Linked DNA regions of Podarcis muralis: region 2 is linked to region 1. The links are chromatin contacts, called in public Hi-C maps. All regions are on one chromosome and are shown on one strand. Each heading gives the region's core, a stretch centred on a gene start, on an enhancer-like site or on the middle of the called end of the contact. The rest is flanking DNA. Distances are from core to core; before and after follow the strand shown. Region 1 holds the start of MMADHC (metabolism of cobalamin associated D). Region 2 holds the start of RND3 (Rho family GTPase 3).

Region 1 (5,978 bases), core at 1,482-3,981:
TTTTTTTAATGGTAATGCAAACCTTAAAAAAAGCAGGCTCAGAAAGTAAAGAAACCTGTTTGTAAAATTTACACCCTGTTCAATTGGAGATCTGTCTTTGTCACCTCCAGAGCACTAGTTAAACACTGTCCATGTGAATTTTAAATTCTTTTAAAATTTCAACACTAAAGTTGAAACACAAAAAGGAACTTGTGATTCTGAGATGCTAACGCATACTACTTTTGAATAATTTCCTTGAAACTCTTGACAGATGGGAACTTATTTCTCTTTCACGCTTCCTTTTTAACACTGGCACACATTGCAGGCAATTCACAAGCTGCAGATGCCTGAAAAACTCTTTTAGGTTGTTAAGAGATCTGACCATTCTGGTGCCCATGAAAACAATTTTGAAGAGGACTAGGACAGCTTCATGATGACAAATGGGAAGAGACAAGAAACCAGAAACCTCCTTGCCCAATAACCCATTTTCTCCCCACCTCACTGCCAGGTAAAATTACCATTGCTGGCTTCACTCCCTTTAACCACCCCAGAATCAGGTTTCTTTCCAATCTCCTATACAGTACATACACAAAAAAATGTGGTGCTGTTTTCTGCCTCATGCTTAGCCAGTGCACACCTCGGGCCGAAGTGATGCATTAGGGGCTTTCTTTTTTATTTTATTTAGATGATGATCGCCCCAGACCCTCCAAGTGACCCTATTTTCCAGGGACCTTCCTGAGTTTACAGAAGCTGTCCCGGTTTCTGACTTGATCCCGGAATGTCCTGCTTTTCCTTAGGATGTCCCTATTTTCATCAGAGAAACGTTGGAGGGTATGGAGTTAAGTGACACCCCCCAGCCAAAGAGATAAGTACCTATACAACATTTAGAAGACATCTGAAGGCACCCTATATAGGGAAGTGGTGGTTTTTGTTTTTTTTAATGTTTAACGTTAACCAGGCCTTTGGTTGATCCGATTTACATCCTATGCCATTTTAAAATGTGTTGGGGTTTTTTGTGTGGAGGGGAGGTGTTACTGGGTTGTTGTTTCAATTTTTATTAGGTATTTTGTGGTTTTATAGCTTGATTTTATTCTGTGAATTGCCCTGAGACCCCAGGGTATAGAGCAGTATATAAATTCAATAAATAATAATAATTTTGTTTTTATGTATGTTAGAAGCCGCCCTGGGTGACTGGGGCAATCCAGTCTGAAGGGCGGAGTATATAAATAATATTTTTTTATAATTATTAGTTGAATTTATATACCGCCCTATACCTGGAGGTCTCAGAGCAGTTCACAGAATAATAATGATAAAAATTATTATTATTATTATTATTATTATGGAGAAGGACATCCCTATTTTCATCGGAGAAACACTGGAAGAGACGCAACTCTTTCTAACAACAAAAGCAACAAGGGACCTTGGACTTGCAGTAGCTGCTGCGCAAATACGGGAGGCTCCCCGGTCCTGCCACTGGGCGGCTGTTCACTGCTGGCCAGTGAGGATCCCACCTGCATCAGTGCTGGATTTATGTACTGTATAAGCTAAACATGCTATAGCTTAGGGCCCCGCTCTCTTTGGGGCCCCAAAAAAATTAAAGGAAAAAACCTGGATGTACATTTCCAAAATGTAAGAGCTCCCGTTGCTCAGTCCCTGCTCCTGTGAGCCTAGAAGTTCGAAAGCACCTCAAAGTGCAAGTAGATAAATAGGTACCGCTCCGGCGGGAAGGTAAACGGCATTTCCGTGCGCTGCTCTGGTTCGCCAGAAGCGGCTTAGTCATGCTGGCCACATGACCCGGAAGCTGTCTGTGGACAAACGCCAGCTCCCTCGGCCAGTAAAGCGAGATGAGTGCCGCAACCCCAGAGTCATTCGCAACTGGACCTAACGTTCAGGGGTCCATTTACCTTTTTTTAAGATAAAAAAACAAATACAGTGGTACCTCTGGTTACATACTTAATTCGTTCCAGAGGTCTGTTCTTAACCTGAAACTGTTCTTAACCTGAAGCACCCTTTAGCTAATGGGGCCTCCCACTGCCACCGGAGCACGATTTGTGTTCTCATCCTGAAGCAAAGTTCTTAACCCAAGGTACAATTTCTGGGTTAGCGGAGTCTGTAACCTGAAGCGTCTGTAACCTGAAGCGTATGTAAAATAAAACCTACATACAGCAAGTCTTTTGCGTTGTGTATGGACCTATTAGGTCCATAGATTACCATATAGCATATATTCAACACAAAAAACAGCGACAATTTGTTGTTGACAAATTATAGCTGGACATATGAAGGGCCCCATTACCTTCAGTAGCTTAGGGCCCCATCAAACCTAAATCCAGCCCTACACCTGCTCCCCAACCCCCGTCTGGGGTCCAAGGGCGACGGGATGGTTTGAGACTGGGAACTGAAGCGGCTAGTCCGCATTGAGGAGCCGTGTGCGTAGGGACAGCGCTTATCTGAAGGGGAGGCGGTGGGGGGGGCGAAGGTGGGAGCGGGGCCTGAGGACGCCTCTGGCCCAAAGCTTAAGCGGGGGGGGGGGTGTCGGGAAGTTCCATTTGGCGGGGGGGGGCAGCTGGAGGGAGGGAGACGCGGCTGACCGGGCTCGTTACCTCTTTTTCTTTTCACGTTCTGTTTGTTCCTGTAAAATGGCAACCCCCGGGCCAAAGCAATCGATCCTCGCCTCCGTCGCTTCCAAAGGGTGGTGGGAGGGGGGGAAAGAAAGAGGGAAAAGGTGTCGGCGGGGAGAGAAAACGAGACGCTCGACGCGCGACTCCTCCCCCCTTTTTTTTCCTGCTTAGCCGGCTTGCGGGCAGGCCGGAGCAATCGAGCCGACGTCTCTAATGACGGAGCAGCCGGCTGACAAGGAGGGAGAGAGAGAGATTGTCGAATCCTCGAAAGGGCTTGCCTAGTCGAGTGCTTCCGCGTCGATGCGGAGAGTGGGCGGAGTCAGCAGAGAGGCTTTGCCCGCCCCGGTTGGTTGGTGCAGTTTTGTTTAAGGCGCGCGGGGTGCAAAAGAGGCGCAACCCGAGTGGAGTAACTGGGTAGCCTCCGGAGCAGCTTCTCAGCCCAGTGGTTTGCTTTCCGTATCAGAAATTATTTTCTTTTCTTTCTTCTTTTCCCTCCCAGAGGGGCTGACAGTGTTAGGGTGTTTCCACATGGTTTGCAAATGGGTAGCTGAGATATTATTGCAAACGGGACATGCACAATTTTTGTTTCACTTATCTCCTTGCAAAAAGAGGGATACATCCGCATTAAATGGTTAAAAAAAATGGGGTGGCGTTTTAATGGCAAGGACGTCCTGTGAACACTGCAACACACAAACACAGGTGTATACACATCTTGTATGCGTGGGAACCTAGGCTACAATAAATGCCTGCTTGGAAGCGCCTTCAGGTTGTGTCGCAGCAAAAGATCTTTAAGCACCCAGGATACTATTATTTATTATTATTTATTAAACTTGTTGCTTTATCTTGCCAAAATGCCTTACAAATAAAAACAATACCCACCCCCAATAGATACATTAAAACCAACCGGAAACAAACAAACAATAGACAAAAAACATCCCACTATGGCAGATACTATGGCATCTTCCGCACACCTTTCCAAGTGTGTTTTCAGCTGCGGCAGCCCATTCCTGCCAGTGGGTGGTAGTGCAAGGCTGTTCGGTCCTTGTTTTCTACAAGCATAGACCATTCCTTTCCCGAAGGTTTCTCACCTGCTACTTATTTCACCTTGCAGAGCATGTGCCCAACTCACAAAGAGTGGCAGGATTTTAAAACTTGTTTTTTTTAAAATGGTCAGCCTGCAGGAAGTGCTGCTTGTTGTGGAATCGTCCTGAATTTCTTTGTGCAGTTTGCTCAGACACCAGCCATCTCTGGCAACCCATTGCTGGCCTGTAATTCTGCATCCCTTTGCACTTGAGGAGACTCATTTGGTGTATTATATGCATGCAATGTAGGTGTGTGTATGTGTGTGTGTACACACACACACGAATTGGCATTAGCAACTCTTATTTAACATGCACAAACTTCACTTGTCAAACAAACTGGTGCAACCTGGTCTTCTACCTGCAGATCTTTTACACTACACTTATCAACATGCCCATAGCAGCACACCTGACCTATGTTCAAGTTGGTTAGGCTTTTTTTTTTTAAACAGAACAAACCGTGTGCGAAGTGGAGCTATGGTGCACCCTTGTGACAACTTGTAAAATTAAATCCTATTCTGTTTTTTGAGGTACAGCAGTAACAACTCCGGCGGTGCGTGCATCTGGAGAAGATTATACTAAAGCTGAACTGGGGCCAACAGAAGAACATGGTCCCTGTAAGCATCACCCAAAGATGCAGGCTGTGTTTATACAAAACAGAGTTGCCATGTGCAGTGGGGACACTTCAATGGAGGATCTCTTTGCCTATGTGGTGCCACAGGAGAAATGCCAACATCTTATGCTACATACTGTTTAAGATAACTGCAAGAGAGTAAGTATATCTCTTCTCCTGGAGAAGAGATATACTTACTCTCTTGCAGTTATCTTAAACAATATGTAGCATAAGATGTTGGCATACCTGTGCCGTACTGCTTATACAGTTTCTCTCCAACGAAGAAGACCTGTATGAATTCAGATATAACCATGCAAAACTCTTGTCTTCCTTGTGGTACGCAGCCGCCTTCACAGTAACATACCTTTCAGTGTTGTACTAATCAATGGATGACACTCTGATGTGCTTAACTACCAATTCCATATGGATATTAATGAAATGCAACATTAACTAAGTAACACAGATAGTATTGTTGCAATTCTATATTTAAGATTGAAATGCCATAGTAGATATTACCACAATATTACATTCATAGTAACCTGACTCTCTCTCTCTTTTGTTAAACAGTCTATGACATCCATCTTCATTTACATTATCTTGAGGAACATCTGAACCTACTTTGGAAAATGCCTAGAATTTTTTTTAAAAAAGTTTAAAGTGTAGCAGTGTGTTCTAAACCACTGAGCCACTTGGGCTTGCCGATCAGAAGGTCGGCGGTTCAAATCCCTGCGACAGGGTGAGCTCCCGCTGCTCGGTCCCAGCTCCTGCCAACCTTGCAGTTCGAAAGCATGCCAAAAAGTGCAAGTACCTCTGGCAGGAAGGTAAACGGCGTTTCCGTGTGCTGCTCTGGTTTTGGTGTTCTGTTGCACCAGAAGCAGCTTAGTCATGCTGGCCACATGACTCGGAAAAACTGTCTGCGGACAAACGCCGGCTCCCTCAGCCTGTAAAGTGAGATGAGTGCCGCAACCCCAGAGTCATCTGCGTCTGGACTTAACTGTCAGGGGTCCTTTACTTTTACCTTTTAGCTAACTTTGAAAAATCTTTTTAAAATGTACATTTGTTTTCCAAAAACGAATGCCAGTAGCTAATTATTTAGTGAAAAATAAAACAATAATTTTAAGGGAACATGAATTTAAAGGTTGTGAATGATTACACATTGCAAGGACCTGTAAGCAGAGCTTTTTCCCAGCCAGAACTTACCAGATTTCAGTTCTCAGGTGGGCACCATTTCCATTATAAGAGAACAAGAACAATGAATGAGGGTTCATTGTGAGCTCTGGCACCTCTTTTATCCCACTCTGTAAACTGTTTATCTTCAGATATATAGTTATTGGGGTTCATTTCACATGTGTTTGTGTGTGTGTCATGGTAGTTAAGCACTTAGCAGTTGGCAGGGGAGCCAAGGTGTGTGTGGGACGGCATCCAGGCCATTTGCTTACTTGAACTACAGCTTTAGTAAACTTTCACCCCAACTCTAAAGCTGTTTATTCAGAAGCAAGCCACCCTGATTTGAGTGGGCTTTGCACCATTGGAGTGAGGACTGTGTAGCAGCTTTTTGCTACTAAAATGTGATACTCTGCTGCTGATCTCCGCCAGATGGCAGCAATGATTTGTTTAAAATATTTCTTTTTTCATTTTTTAAAAAAGAAACTTGTATACTTTATATCTTTCCCTAGAAATCACACCTGA
Region 2 (5,978 bases), core at 1,413-3,912, 260 kb after region 1:
GTGACCTCTGTTCCATGTAATGCCATGCTTAGATGTTATTCTCCACAAAGGAGGCTCATGCTACTAAATGGGGCTAACTTTATTATTATGGAGCCAGCCTCTATACTAGCTTTTCCCAACCTTGGACTACAGCTCCAGTCAGCACAAGGCAACATGGCCCAGTGGTCAGGGATGATGAGAATTGCTGTGCAACAATATCTGGGTACCCGAAGCTGGGGAAAACCGCTCTAGTCTACTGTCTGGAGTGGTTCCCAAGATTATGAAACTTGGCCACAACTGCTATAGAAGAAAATGAACATTTGTCCCTCAAAACTGGATTTCTTAGCTGACCCAAGCAAATTGTACTTTTTCTTCATTTCCCCCCCAAATCAAGGTTCTACAAGACAATGGCTGTGACTCTTATAGGAAAGGCAAAAATGTCTTGAACTACGTGGCCAGCCGTCAATTTGGAAAGGAGGTGGGTAGCATAGTACAGGAGTAATAGTAGAAGAACACTGCTTTCTTTAATCAAACAAGACTTGGGAAACTGAGCAACAGAGGACAGCCTTTGCAGGCAGAAGGTTCCAGGTTCAATCCTTGTTGTCTCCAGGAAGGACTCTTGCCTGAAACCCCCAGGAGCTCCTGTTAGTCAATGTAGACCAGTGTTTCCCAAACTTGAGAGTTGTAATCCAAAGCAGCTGGAAATCCATCATCCCTAGCTAGCAAGACCAGTGCTCAGGGAAGATGAGAATTGTAGTCCAAAAGCAGCTGGAGACCAGAGTTTGGGAAACACTGGTGTAGACAATACTGAGAAATCAACCAATGGTCTGGTATTAAGACGCTTCATCTGCTGCTAGTCTCCTATACCTACTGTACCTACAAACAGGCAACATAATCAATGAACATCACAACCACTACCAAACTCCAGTTTTTCTTTCTCACTCCCTTAACTTCCATGTCTTCAGAAGCTTTCTCACCCCCTGCTGGTTTTACAGCCAAACACTTCCAATGAGTAACTTTACTTCTCATTATGCTCAGTTGAAGGCTTCCTATGCATGGTTTTTTGGGGGGAACACTTAGAAGCAGATCCTGAGGAGGAGTGAGGACACGGCTCAGCAAGGAAAACATCCTCTCACACTTAGGCATTTGTGTAGCTGCTAAGCTCCTTGTTTCTGTATAATCACATATTACCAAAAGGAGAACACATGCTGGTTTTCGCAGCAGCGGCGACAAATATTAAAACGAAAGGCTCATGATAGGCCATAATAACCCTCTCCCATCTGTTCAGTTAATTATCCCAAGAACCTTTATAGAGTCAAGCCGGGAAGGGGAGTTAGGTAAACACGATTGTCTCAGTCTCACCACAATGCAGAAATGTTGCAATTAAAAAGAGGGGGCAGGGAGGGAAAGGAGTCAGGTTGCATTAAAGTCCATTAAAGTAAAATAAAAAAAAACCTAAAAGGCAAGTAGTTACATCATCTGCAGGGTGTTAACAACAGAGGCTACAGCAATGGCTTGTAATTATATACAAACCAATGTGAGTCACCAGAATGGCATGGAAACAGAACAGGCATTCCTGCGAGCAAGAAAATCCCTTACCAGAAGTATCCCAGAGACTGAGTTCTATCCTTTGTGTGTCTATTTCAAAACTGGCCGTGTAATTCTCAAACACGGTGGGGACGTAGTTCTGGGCAAGGAAAGGGAGAAAACACAAATAGTAGATTACCATCTCTTGAAAGTTTGCACCGCGTATCAAACACATCTTTCTTGTAAATTCAATGGGGGGGGGGGAGAGACCACAGAGATTTCAGCCTAAATTGGCCCCTCGCCCTTCTTAATTGTTTAACCATTTCCTAACTACTGAGGGATTGGACCGTTTTCACTGAAAACCAACAAAGCGTTTGAAAATAGGCAACTTACACCAGCGGGATGGGCTCGTGAATTCCAGCGCGGCGCTGAAACCCACGACCTATAAAATACGGAGAGATCTAAGAGCTTCCCTCCACCACCACTGGGCGCGAGGCTTGAACCGGCACTGCCTCAGTGAATGGATCTCTAATTCGAACGCAGAAAGAACGTTCGAGTTCTATCCCGCATTCCACGCGTGGCTCACAATAGGGCACGAGAGAGAGAGAGATCGTCTTAAAGATGCTTTAATTTTTATTTTTTGTGTGTGTGATTCCTGTGAGGGTGGGGGGTAAGCATCCTGGGATCTCTTCTGTGAAAACGGTCTCACCCGCTTTAAACTGGCTTCCCACAGATTTAACAGATAGCGCTGAAAGTTAACTTTAACCAAAAAGAAATCGCAGCGCTCCACTTCGTAAAAGAACCACGTAGCGCTAAATTCCTAGAACTCAGACAAGCGGGTCCACACGTACCTCCGGGAAGCAGTCCTTGGCAAAGACGTGCAGCAGAGCCGTCTTTCCGCACTGGGTATCCCCAACCACGACTATCTTGCACTTCACGTTTTGATTAGGATCCATGATCGATTTGCTGGATAATTTCTGGCTGGCTCTTCTTTCCTTCATTGAGGTGTCCTTAGCCCTTCCCCCCGTCTTCTCTCAAACAAAACCAACGAAATGGCACGATGGGGAGCAGAAACCAAGAAAAGCAGAAGAAACCGCGCGGTTCGCCGCCGTGCGCTCGACAAGTCCTTTCTCTCCCCCCTCCTGCTGCTGCTGCCGCTGCCGCCGCCGCCCCCTCTAAAGTTCTTCCTTCCCTCCTAGCAGGTCCGGCTGCTTGCAAACTGCTTTGTTTCACTCCGCCCTGCCCGGATTTATATGCCCCGCCGCCTTCCAATCCGGAGCTCAAGGAGAGAAAGTAAGCGATCCGCCTCTTGTCCTTTTATGGAGCCTGCAAAGCGCGGCCAAGGAGGCGCCTTCGGCCGGCTGCGACGCGCCCTCTAGGGGAGAAAAGCCACCTGGAGCAAGCGGAGGGAGGGCTCCGCACAAGGAAGGAGGAAGCAGCTTCGGTTTGTTTTAGCTGCTGCTGCTGCTGCTTAGGAACCCGAAGGAAGGGCGAGAGGATATTTTGGCCACGAAACTCGCTCGATCGCGTTCCTTGAGACAGACACTTTCAAGGAGGTGTAGTAGAATCGATAGCCTTATTTCTTTTTTGACTGCCGGGCTTAACTTAACGGCATTTTGTGGCAAAGCTCAGGCCCGGCAAAAATCTCCCCCCCCCCCCCGTCGCAGGACTGAGCCCAGGGATGGGAGAAGCAGGCGCGAGGCAACGTGCCTCTGGTCGCGTGCAGAGTGCATGCCTGCCCCATCCTCACCAGTGAGCAACTGCAGACACACACTATCTCTCCCTCCCTTCCTCCCTCTCCCCCACCCCCTACTCTCTCCTGCACTCCAGACCCCAGCAACACTTTAATGCAGGTATTAATGTCTGTGGGTATGTGCAATTAATTAATTAACTAATTAAATTTACCCTACCAGTATGCTCCCTTTCCTCACCCAAAAGCAGCTGAACCAAGGTATCTGTGGGGAGATTGGTCAGTTCAGTATTTTTATTTACTTGATTGGGGGTGGGGTGGAGGGCAGCTACGCCCAGGGCTGCACATGGAAGGCTTTGAAGCAAAGTGGGGTTTTCATTGGAATCAGAGTGTTGGGGTGAACCGCTTTGGAAAGAGAATTATCTGCTGAAATGTACATACATGCAGCCAAGCCACATCCTTATAGTGAGGAGAGTATTTCAGAAAAATGCTGATGAACTAGGAGTGCAACTCTTCCCCAGTTGACCTAGGGTCCTGCATTAATTAAGTATTTTTATTTATTTACTTATTTTTTCGGGGGGGGGGAGCTGCCCATGGTGGTGGTGGAAAAGGCTACAAGCCAAACAGGACAAGCTCTGAGGAGTTGTGTTTGGGAAAGGGATTCCAAGGGGGGAGGAGACTTTTTGCAGATATATTAAAGTGAAAGGCGTATCTCTTAAAGGAACTGACCATCAGATACAGCAATGTAATCTGATACCACCACGGCTGATAAAGTCTCTCAGAGCTTCTACTATACTGTAGTAAATTTGCTGGCCTTTAAAGTGTCATTAGACTGTTGTTGTTTTGTTTCGTTACAATGTTTTGTTATTCCCATAGTGGATATGGTCCTCCTGTATAGCTGTTTGGTAAAGTCGTTCTGCAAAGCGCAAGCTTGATTATGCTTAAAGTGAGACAAAATATATTCTTTATAAGCTGAGGAAAGGGAAAGAATAAAATGTATTCAATCAGTGCAGGAGCTTAGAATGGGAAAACAGTTCTCAAACTGGCGAAGTGTGTGAATCAGTTATTCTTCTGCTATTTTCAGATAAAAGAGGGAGAAAAATTTCTTTGGCAGATTTGCCAAAAATAAATGAGAAGAATGAACTTTGCTAAGATAAGGAAAGCTGGGTAATCTCCACCTATCCAGGAAGTGCCTCTCGTGTCAATGTAATCAGCCCTTTTCTAGGTCCAGTTATACGAAGATGTTGCACAATGCAAAGTCTGCTGTCTCCCTCCCTCCTCAGGAAGTAAATCTTTTCAGGAAGTAAATCTTTTATGTCATTGTTACTGAGCACATACGATTCCTGATCATTTCTCTTGAAGCATCATTCTTTTCATGCCTGTGACGCTTACAGCTGATTCATATACCCGCTGTATGTGACTAAAGTCACATGTAGTGGCCACTAAAATGGTGCTTTGAAATTTGACATATATTGGTTCCCTGCCTACGGTCTGTCAGTCATGTGTACCAGTGGCTTTACAGATAAAGGCCAAGCATTTTTGCATCCCCATCAAATCCCACTGTAAAATGTGGGTTGGATAGGCAGTGTGATTAAAAATGTGGTCCTGCACATGATTGCTAGGGGAGAAGGGATGCCTCCATAGGTTTGGAGACAATTTTGTACCTCTCGTTTCATCTTCTGGTTTCCTTGAGGGAACCAGGGCTAGTGCTGGGGTACTGTGCTATGTAGTTTTTTCTCTCCACCTTGCATTCCTTTTTCCTTTTCTGCCTGGTACTTTCTTTGCTACCAGTTGTTGTCTGTGTTGTATGAATGGACCTTTCCCCTTTCCCTAAATGTTTGATGTCCAACTCCAGAAATGTACTGTGGAACCTTGGTTCTCGAACAGCTTAGCTGATGAACAAATTGGCTCATGAATGCTGAAAACCTGGAAGTAAGTGTTCCGGTTTTTGAACGTTTTTTGGAAGCCGAACATCCGATGCAGCTGTTGGCTATTGTTTACAGGGCACCTGTGCCAATCGGAAGCTGTGCCTTGATTTTCGAATGTTTTGGGAGTCGAACGGACTTCCAAAATGGATTAAGTTTGAGGTTCCACTGTATCCTCTTCAATGTAGGGGAGGCTCTGTCACTTAAATCACTGTTTACCACTGTGGTGAATCTGTGAAAATGCCCCAGACATTATGCTTGAAATAAACAAAAGAGGATTTCCTCTGTAATGTGAACATTTAAAGGAGGCTACTGTTCATCTAGGAACGTGGGTGGCACTGTGCGTTAAACCACAGAGCCTAGGACTTCCCGATCAGAAGGTCGGCGGTTCGAATCCCCACGACGGGTTGAGCTCCCATTGATCAGTCCCTGCTCCTGCCAACCTAGCAGTTAGAAAGCACAAAGTGCAAGTAGATAAATAGGTACCGCTCCGGCGGGAAGGTAAACACCATTTCCGTGTTCTGCTCTGGTTTGCCAGAAGCAGTTTAGTCATGCTGGCCACATGACCCGGAAGCTGTACGTCGGCTCCCTCGGCCAATAAAGCGAGATGAGCGCCGCAACCCCAGAGTCAGTCACGACTGGACCTAATGGTCAGGGGTCCATTTACCTTTACCTTACTGTTCATCTATGGTGGTAAGTATGTCTCAAATCTTACCTTACAATTTCTTACTTTGGGTTCTGTGTTGCAACATGAGTCAAGTGGCGGAGCATCTGCGTTGCCTGCAGAAATATCCTGACTCAATCTCCAACCTCTCCAGGTTGGGTTGAGAATATCCCTTGAGTGGATTACAAAATAT

Evidence for each region. A called contact is a pair of places that touch in the nucleus more often than the background predicts.
Region 2: a Hi-C map of tail shows a contact between it and region 1, with 4 times the contacts expected there. The contact joins the promoter of RND3 here to the promoter of MMADHC in region 1. A contact is called at or near these places in 2 of 3 Hi-C or Micro-C datasets (blood and tail).

The regions. Positions count from the first base shown.
Region 1 is chr1:101,921,557-101,927,534 of rPodMur119.hap1.1, forward strand. It overlaps MMADHC (metabolism of cobalamin associated D), which reads right to left and starts at 2,732. Exons shown (of 8, transcript XM_028745724.2): 1 at 2,580-2,732.
Region 2 is chr1:102,181,163-102,187,140 of rPodMur119.hap1.1, forward strand. It overlaps RND3 (Rho family GTPase 3), which reads right to left and starts at 2,663. Exons shown (of 5, transcript XM_028745750.2): 1 at 2,358-2,663; 2 at 1,579-1,666. The coding sequence starts at 2,507. LOC144329184 (a long non-coding RNA gene) reads left to right here and starts at 2,872. Exons shown (of 4, transcript XR_013394603.1): 1 at 2,872-3,062.